3 separate regions of the Mus musculus genome follow, and regions 1 and 2 are each linked to region 3. A link is a contact called in public Hi-C and promoter capture Hi-C data. All regions are on one chromosome and are shown on one strand. The core of a region is the stretch at or near the end of the contact, and the rest is flanking DNA. Distances in the headings are between cores, read along the strand shown.

Region 1 (2,700 bases), core at 191-2,690, 67 kb after region 3:
ATAATTATTGTATTAATTTTGAAGAAGAGAACTTTATAAGTTACTCTTATTCTAAGATGAATGCTTTTCAAAGTCATCACAGCCAAGGAAACAGAATCTTACCTTCATCTAACGTCTGTGCCACCCTCCAAGCAGAACCTTTCTTCATTGAAACAGTTGATGAATAACTTCATGGATAGACCATCTCAATACTCACACCATTTCTTAAACAAATGTAACCTGTTCCCTGTTGGCTGAGAATGATGACAATCACTCAAATCAAATAGCTTTGACCATAGCAGGAAATCTGTATTCAAAAATCGTGCCTACAATTCATTCCTTGGCGCAGAACTGTCAACTCTTAGCTTAGCTACTATAGAGTTAAAATCCTTTGGTGATGTGAGGGACATTGAAGTACAGCCTTATTACAATGAACTCAAATGTCCAAAAATTGTTCTTATTTTGGGTTTTTATCACAGTATGAACCAAGATTTTAAGCTCTACTAAAAACAAAACAAACAAACAAAAATACTTCATCTATTTATGTTCATTAAAAAAACTAATAGTGAAATACTATTTTAAAATATCATACAGTTAATATATTTGGAGTTATCTAAAATTTATATTGAGAAAAACATATGTATTTTCAGTATTGCTGTAGACAAGCATCTACATAAGGCTGTTCAATTGATTGTTTTATATCAAGCAACTTTTAAAATACTCATTTTTATTGCTATAATATTTTATAAATTTTAAAGAATATGATAAAAAACAAAAGGTGTGGCAGGTATTGAAGGGGGGTCTCTGGGAGGAGTTGGGGTACAAAAGGGAAAGAAGAATGTGATGAAAATCTATTTACTTCAAATATGTTTTTAAATGTTAACAAATTCAGATAAATTGAAATTATGTAAAAAGAAATCAGCCAGTATTAGAGAGGTATGATAATGTACTGATAACTAGGACTTGAGTGGTATTTCCCAAAAGAAGAATAAACAATTTACTGAGAGAAAGAAAGAAAGAAAGAAAGAAAGAAAGAAAGAAAGAAAGAAGGAAGGAAGGAAGGAAGGAAGGAAGGAAAGAAAGAAAGAAAGAAAGAAAGAAAGAAAGAAAGAAAGAAAGAAAGAAAGAAAGAAAGAAAGAAAGAAAGAAAAAGGAAGGGAGAAAGGGAGAAAATGACCTGCAAACACCTGGTCCTCTGGGACTTGCGGGTGAAGCTTCCTTTCTGTATTTTGTAGGCTCCATCTTGGTCTCTTCCTGGGCCCTCTTTAGGTTAGAGACCTCTCATCTCCTCCACTGTTGTTATGAATAATAGCTGACTCCTTTCTTACAGCCTACAGGACCGGTAGGCCTTCTTCTTTCTCAGCTCTGTTGTCTTGAGACCAGGGCTCCCTTCCAGCATGTGGCTCTTTGGTTCTCTGAAGAGTGTGTGGTAATACTGACTTCCCCGGCAGGCAGTGCTGCAGAGGGAGGCTTCCTCCACCTTTGTCTGTGTCATCAGCACTTACTGCCTGTTGACCTCATGGGACCTACGTTGGTTTGCCCCATGGGCAGTACTGTCTTTATCCCACGGTCAGTTGCTTCCTGTGTGTCGTACATCTTACTGGGTAGAAGAGATTTCTGGTAGACATGAAAGTAACAAAGCTGAGGAAAGAAAAGAACAAAGTACTCAGAGAACAGAATTCACATAGTGAAGTTAAAACCCCAGTGTCCTTACTGACAACGGACTTTATATTTTCTGATCTAGGGGGCAGAGTATGGGGGAAACTTTTCCTCATGGAGCATAGAGCAAGTGGCTTCCTGTATTTTCTTGGTAGTTAAAGTTTCCTAGTTTCTGAAAATGAAAACTCAGTAGACTTTTTCTCTTGGATGTCAATCTCTTCATTTGTCATAAGGTATATTCGTGGAAAATCATGAGCTACCACATCCTTGCATGGGTCTAGAGACTGACCTACCTGGGACAGTGAAGGAATGAAAATGAAGAAATGACAGACACAGGGATGCAGAGAAGCTGATTAGGGGTCTAGGCTGTGATGGAGAAGCCACGGCATGCCTGGAAGCTCAGCAGAGTGATCATTCTATACACTTGAACAGGGAGGTGGGGTCATTGAATCAGATAAAAAAAGGAGACAGGACTATTATATACAGCTGAACAAGAGGGGCTTCACTAACTCAATAGAAGCAGTCTCTATAGAGGAGCAGTCTTCAAGCAGTTAACATGGTGGGAGGAGCTACCGAGATCATTTCCTGCACACGTCATCATTCATCCATGGACCAGAGGAAGCCTTCGCCTTCCCCCTGAGCCTCACCTGGGGAAGGCTTTGCCACTTCCATGGGTGCGAGACATTGGTCTTTTGACATGGCTGGCTCATGCCAACAACATACATCCACTGAGGACACTGTGCTCACGCAAGTCTTCCAAAGTTCCCCACTAAGAAAGGGTTTGGATATGGTGGAAGCCCATCCAGAATTGGGTCTGCAAGTTAAGCATTTAGAGCAGTGTGGTAAATGATTTTTTCGTTCACTGTGTTATTGCCAGGACTCACTGCCATCTTTCCTGGAAATTCCAAAAAAAAAAATGAATAAACTTTCTGCAAGGAAATAAAGTCTTAAATGAATCAAAATGAAGCTATCCCTAGAACATAACTGCAGACTGGATTTCTGTGGCCACATTACACAATGTCTGTTAATTCCATTCTCCAAGCCACCCATAGAACATTCTCA
Region 2 (2,700 bases), core at 192-2,691, 84 kb after region 3:
TCCTGGGAGGAAGGCTCGCCACAGGACTCCTCATATGCATGCCCCATAACCACTGCATGCCTCACTCCCCATACACATGCTCCATGCCCATGCCTGGCTTCCACCAGGGCACACAGTGGGCCTCCTATGCTCAGCCCTCTCTCGTTATCTGACACAGAGAGCAGGGTGACATGGCTGAGGGGCCCGGTAGAGCACATCCACAACCCTGTGAGCCTGCAGGGGCAACCCAAGTCTCTCACCATTTCTTCAGACCCCAGACAGGCTGAAGAAAGCAACGCAGTGTTGGGGCAACCAACCCTGAGTCCATAGACCGGGCTGTAGGTCCCTGGGTGGCTACTCACAGTTGGAACCCGGAGCCAGTCATTCACTTCTCTGAAGCCTCTACTTGTCCCTCTGCAAAATGGAAACAATAATCTCAGTGGCATAGTCTGTGTAACCATGTAGAATTCAAGTTCACAAAGTGACTTCTTTGTCTACCTCACTGATGCGGCTGAATTTGAGAAGCTACAAATCAAGTGTGATGTGTGTTTTGGAGCAATAAATTAGTAAAGTTATTCTGGGTGAATAGTGCCACACAATTTGGCTGCTAAGAAATTTAAAGCACTTATTCTTGTTTAATGCAAATATGGATTATATCATGTAAATATTTCATGTGTTTCTAATATAACATTTGAACTTGAGCATTTTGAGATATGCCCCCTCTTTCCCACATCTTCCTGCGGTGCTTCAGGACACCTTGGTGGGAAATTTTGAGTTCTATGGGATTCCAGGAGGAGAGATCTGAGTGTGGAGGCTCCCAGGCAATGGCTCAGAGGTTCATGATTTTGTTAGCATTATGCATACAAACACCACCACCACCACCACCACCACCACTATCCCGCCCTGCCCTGGTGACATTTCCCAGCCAGGTAGCTCAGCACCCGGGGCGACATTCCTTCATTCAGAGTGCGGGATGGGCACTAAGATTTCTAGAGTCCTCAGGTGATTGCAACAGCCCACTGAGGAGGCAAAGGGAAAGGAAGTAAGTTAACCATGGAAGTGCACCACAGAAGCCTCCCAGATGTGCAGTTCAGTGTATCCCAGAGGTGCCTCATGCTGTTGTCTAAAGAGGAGGGGCCAGAGACTCAGACAGGTCCAGAAACTGGCCAAAAGTTAGCATGCTGTGACGTGCAAAGTCGGTGACTCCCGCGGAGCCCTCCGGCTTCCACTGCACCACACTGCCTCCCGGAAAGGGGCCCACAAGAGGACAAGTCTCGACAGCGAGTTCTACGAGACAGGGATGCAGTTGAGCTGCAGCTTAGATGCTTGCCTGCTGGGGTGAGAGCTGGGACAGGCAAAATGGAACCACCGGTCTAACCTGTTTTGCTTAGCTTAGCGGTGATCAGGCAGGTGGAGCTCTGCATCCAATAAGCTTCCACACTGAGGAAACAGGGCCCTCTGGGCTCCTCGCGCCGCCCACTTCTTTGTAGCCCTGGGCCCAGGGGCGTGATTCCACTGCCTTCCCTGGTATCCTTCCCTTCCCTCCCACAGGTGATGCAGCATGCGTGGGTGGAAGGGAACTCCTCCGTCAAGTGTGACCGGTGCCACAAAAGTATCAAGTGCTACCAGAGTGTCACCGCGCGGCACTGCGTGTGGTGCCGGATGACGGTGGGTCGGTGCCCAGGGAGGCCCTACTTCTTTTCAGTGTGGGTTTTGTTCGAGCTGTAGCCTGGGGTAGTGAACATCCCTCCGGAGGCAAGTGCAGTGCAGAGTGAAGGGCTGAGGCTAGCCCAGAACCCCCCCGGACCCATTCGAGCCTCTCAGCCGCCAATGACTCCTCAAGTTGCCCGAGAAAGAAGTTAGCCAACCTGCTGCCTTCCTACCGTTCAATTACTGGAGAGGGATTAAATCCTAGAAAGCCCCCTCTAACCTTAGAGTTAGACTTTGGCCCAAAGGCACTTTCCTCTCAGCAGCACTCTCCCTTGCCCAGGGGCCTGGTCTTGCTACTGCCAAGCTCGTGCCAGAGTTCACAACCATTCTCAACGTGACAGGTGCCTCAGAACTGCCCAAACTTCCTCCCAAAGCCAATTCCAGGCTGTGTACCCCTGGCTAGGTATCAGCCCTAAAGGGGAGGCTCCTCCAAGCCAGACAAAGCGCCTCTCGCGATGCAGGGGTTCTGTTGTTGGTTTCCTCCAGCCTCCCACGGGTTTCTCAGAGGTAGCTGTCCTTCAGAATTTCTAACCCAGAGATCCAGAGACAGGGATATAGAACCACTCAGGGTGCCACATTCGAAGCACAGCTCTAGATGTCATTTCTGTGCCCCTGGGAGACATGCTACATGTTCACACATACTCAACAAACCTGCCAAAGCCAAAGGCAGCAGTGCTCCGAGACGCAGGGGCACGGGACAGCTCGCTTCCCCAGAAAAATCTCGACACACCGCCTTCCTACCCGGTGTCTCCTTGGTCACTTCTGCTCATCCTCACCTTCATTTTTCTCTCCAGTTTCACCGCAAATGTGAATTATCGACAGTGTGCGACGGTGGGGAACTCAAAGACCACATTTTGCTGCCTACCTCCATATGCCCCGTCTCCGGAGTAAGTGGTCCTGCCCCCACCAGGGCTCTGGCTTTTCCAGGTTCAGGGGTCAGAGACGGACAACATTTACCACTTTACCCCACCAATTCCCAGGGTGTTTGCTTTGGTGAGTGATTAAAAGAAG
Region 3 (2,911 bases), core at 408-2,907:
TGAAGATGTATACAGTAGGCCCATGCTTGGTGAACATATATACATTAAGCCTATGCTCAAGGAAGATGTATACAGTAGGCCTGTGTTCTGTGAGTATGTGTACAGTAAGCCTGTGCTTGGGCCTGCCTTTTTAAAAGACAAGACACTAACATTTCTAAGCCCTTTCTGTCTTTCCATTCCTCTTTTCTCCCAGGTGAGGTCCATGACGGGAGTCAGTGCGAAGTGCCTGAAAAGATAGCAGGAACTTTAATAAATATTCTCGGAATGAGTAAGTCAGTACCTGACATGGAAACAAGAAGATGAAGGACAAACTCACACACGTGTTACAGAACACCCTCACACCAAGTGTGTCAGCCTGGCTGAGGGCAGCTCTGAGAAGCTACCCAGGGGCCCTGGATCAAAGAATGGATTGTGGATGAAGTGTGAGCACAGGGTATCATCCATCCATCCATTGGCTTTGCCCTTATCATCATGCGGAAGGAAGTGTAAGAGCTCTCAGGACTTCTGTTCTGTCTTGGTTCCATCACCCCCTGCTAGTGGCCAGGGATGAGTTAACCACTGGGTCTTTCAGTGCTTTTCAACAGTCACGTCTGCAGCTTCCTCCCCAGATGCCTAGACACACAGTCCCCTGCTCCTCTGCGTTCCGAAAAAAAAGCTTTTCTTGGCTGCAGTTCCACACAGGGACCTCCACTGCCCACTGGCAGAAGAGAATTCTTGGCTGTGGAAACGGGTGAACTCCACATATTTTACAGATGAGAGTAAACTCCTGGTGACTCTAAATGTGGTGTGAAACTGACAAAAGTCATTCTGTTGAAATAACATCGCCGCTGCTGCCACCCTACGCAGACACCCGCGTCATGGAAAGAAAAGGTCCCACAGGTCCCCGTGCCTCTGCCACTGCAGCCTCTTGGGCCTTATCCTCAATCCCACGTCATTTTCTCTAATTTTCTACTTTTCCTTTTTTTTTTCTAGTTCTCTTTTTTCTTGTGCATGTATATTTTGTTTGTTTTAGAAGTGTTTTATTTGTCCTGTAGGAAGACTACCCAATGTCATGCAAAGACAAAGGAGAAAAATCATAATCTTTAGTCCTGAGACCTTACCCATCCATCAGAGCCCCTTTCTGCTTAGCTAGATTGATCCCGACCATGTATGCCTGCAGAGGAGAAATAATCACCAATCTGCTGCCACTGGGTCAAGATTGTCAGAAATGTCCTTCTGGACGGGATCGATGACAATGGACATCAGAGACAGCGAGTTCCTAGAAAACAGAGAACTTGTTGATTTATTTTTATGTTAATATATTTTTCTTTGCTTTGGTTGGAATATTTAGGCAGCTCAGACCCCTAGGTTTCTAGGTTAAGGAACGTAAACAGCCAGAGGACATTGTATTTTTCAAGTAATGTCCTCTACCTTGATGTCAGCTGGTTTCTCACAGCCACCAACCAGCACTCTGACCAAAGCCCTGCCAGCCAGGAGTGCCCTGATCATGTACAGAGGTTCCCACCCAACGCATCCGTGGGTGTGCGAGTGTGCGCGCAGCACGTGTTTATGTGTGTGCACCAGTGTGTTTGTGGGGTGCGCGTGTGTCTGCGCGCGCGGGTGTGTGGCGGGGGCGGGCACTGCGCCCGGGGGGCAGGGCTCCGCAGCGAGAGTGGCAGCTGGACTTGCGATGCTGCGAGGGACAGGGTGCAGAGCCGCAGTGCCGTAGCGGGTAGCAGAGGCAGCCTTCCCTTCCAGCAGCGAAGGCGGAAGACCCCGGGGCGCCAACCCTGGTGGCTGCCTGATGTCTCCGCCCCAGAGAGGGCTGCACCGGGAGATCGCCCGGGCGCCCGCTTCGGTCCCCTTCTGTCTCTCGGTTCCTCTTTCCTCCCAAGTAAGGGAATAAGCGGCTAGGAGGGAGCGCCCCCGGCAAGCGCGCAACCAAGTGTTGCATGGTGAGGTAAGACCGCGACCGCGAACCAGGGATCACCAGTTTGGGGGGACCCGGCAGCAACTTGGAGAGCCAGGGCAAAGCAAGAGTGGGTCCCGCGATAGGGAAAGGAACTGCAGACGAGGCCCCTGCGCTCATCTTGACCGCGCCACCTGCCACAAACCCTGGCCAGAGGGGATGCGCCAGTGGACTGGGCAGGGTGGGGCCCCCTCCCTATGTGGTCGGTGCAGAAGCGAAGGTGTGCAGAGGACAAGCGGCCTTGCTTCGGGCAATTTGCTGAAGCAACTGGTCAAATGCCATCCTTTCTTACGTTGACTCCAGGGTATCCAGAGCGCGGCACAGGGAACCCGAGGGCTGCGGGGAGCAGAGAATGTCTTTCTGCTGTCTGGCCGCCAGAGCCTCTGACAGTCTCGCAGGGTTCTGAGACTTTGGGACACTCCAAGTTCAAAGCCTCTAGGGTGGTGGGTTTAGAGAGAAGCTGAAGAGAATACAGACACCTTGGCAAATAAAAGGGGTAGCGTCGTGGGAATCTAATATCGGCCTGTTTCTTTTGGGTCACAAGACCTGTCTGTGTTGGTATCTCTATAAGGGAACCTCCAGAATTACCTGTGGGGCTGTGAGGCCGTGGGACATACACGAGAACTCCTCAAGACCCCCGCACACATATCTCCTGATGTCTCTTTCTTCAGAACTAGTGAACTAGAATTTGAGGAGGGGGCTGTGGAGCTCGTAAAAGCCCTACAGGTGATTCAGGGGCTCTGCCTCCATCCCTGCTGTGGACAGGGAAGAAAAGCACCATATGCAAGCAGTCCCGTTGTGCAATTCTGGGTAGCTAGGTAGCGGAGAGACCCCTCCCTCAGTCGCCGGGGGTGGGAGGAGGAGGGCACCAGGAGGGTCTGCTGAGGGGCCAGATGACATGTGACTGAACCACAGTGGCGTTCAAGAGTGCTGGGTGGACCTGCGGACTCACTTGTCCCGGCT

Evidence for each region. Promoter capture Hi-C pulls out the DNA fragments that hold promoters and counts their contacts. A called contact is a pair of places that touch in the nucleus more often than the background predicts.
Region 1: a Hi-C map of ECoMG myeloid progenitors shows a contact between it and region 3, with 1.7 times the contacts expected there. The contact joins the enhancer-like site here to the promoter of Dgkg in region 3. A contact is called at or near these places in 7 of 39 promoter capture datasets (the C10 cell line, HPC-7-derived erythroid cells, the SN4741 cell line and 3 more), 10 of 484 Hi-C or Micro-C datasets (B cells, ECoMG myeloid progenitors, the HPC-5 cell line and 7 more), 2 of 115 datasets of contacts at active chromatin or transcription factors (the HPC-7 cell line and embryonic stem cells) and 4 of 9 other capture datasets (adipose tissue, embryonic stem cells, liver and 1 more).
Region 2: a promoter capture Hi-C map of stem cell-derived epiblast-like cells shows a contact between it and region 3, with 3 times the contacts expected there. The contact joins the enhancer-like site here to the promoter of Dgkg in region 3. A contact is called at or near these places in 6 of 39 promoter capture datasets (the C10 cell line, HPC-7-derived erythroid cells, cranial neural crest and 2 more), 7 of 484 Hi-C or Micro-C datasets (the AtT-20 cell line, B cells, the N1E-115 cell line and 4 more), 4 of 115 datasets of contacts at active chromatin or transcription factors (the HPC-7 cell line and embryonic stem cells) and 4 of 9 other capture datasets (adipose tissue, embryonic stem cells, liver and 1 more).

What each region holds. Positions count from the first base shown.
Region 1 is chr16:22,588,556-22,591,255 of GRCm38.p6, reverse strand. The region is part of intron 5 of Dgkg (diacylglycerol kinase, gamma); the gene reads left to right. It overlaps Gm41433 (a long non-coding RNA gene), which reads right to left. Exons shown (of 3, transcript XR_875952.3): 2 at 2,286-2,452; 3 at 1,102-1,620. Among named protein-coding and RNA genes, the nearest start is that of Gm41433, 5.5 kb to the right of the region's middle. Within about 2 kb of position 1,440, at least 5 of the 459 cell types and tissues checked have an H3K27ac peak or open chromatin away from gene starts, as enhancers often do. A contact at or near this core is called in ECoMG myeloid progenitors, where this site is marked.
Region 2 is chr16:22,571,547-22,574,246 of GRCm38.p6, reverse strand. It overlaps Dgkg (diacylglycerol kinase, gamma), which reads left to right. Exons shown (of 25, transcript NM_138650.2): 12 at 1,531-1,647; 13 at 2,484-2,576. Among named protein-coding and RNA genes, the nearest start is that of Gm41433, 12 kb to the left of the region's middle. Within about 2 kb of position 1,441, at least 33 of the 459 cell types and tissues checked have an H3K27ac peak or open chromatin away from gene starts, as enhancers often do. A contact at or near this core is called in stem cell-derived epiblast-like cells, where this site is marked.
Region 3 is chr16:22,655,977-22,658,887 of GRCm38.p6, reverse strand. It overlaps Dgkg (diacylglycerol kinase, gamma), which reads left to right and starts at 1,657. Exons shown (of 25, transcript NM_138650.2): 1 at 1,657-1,939.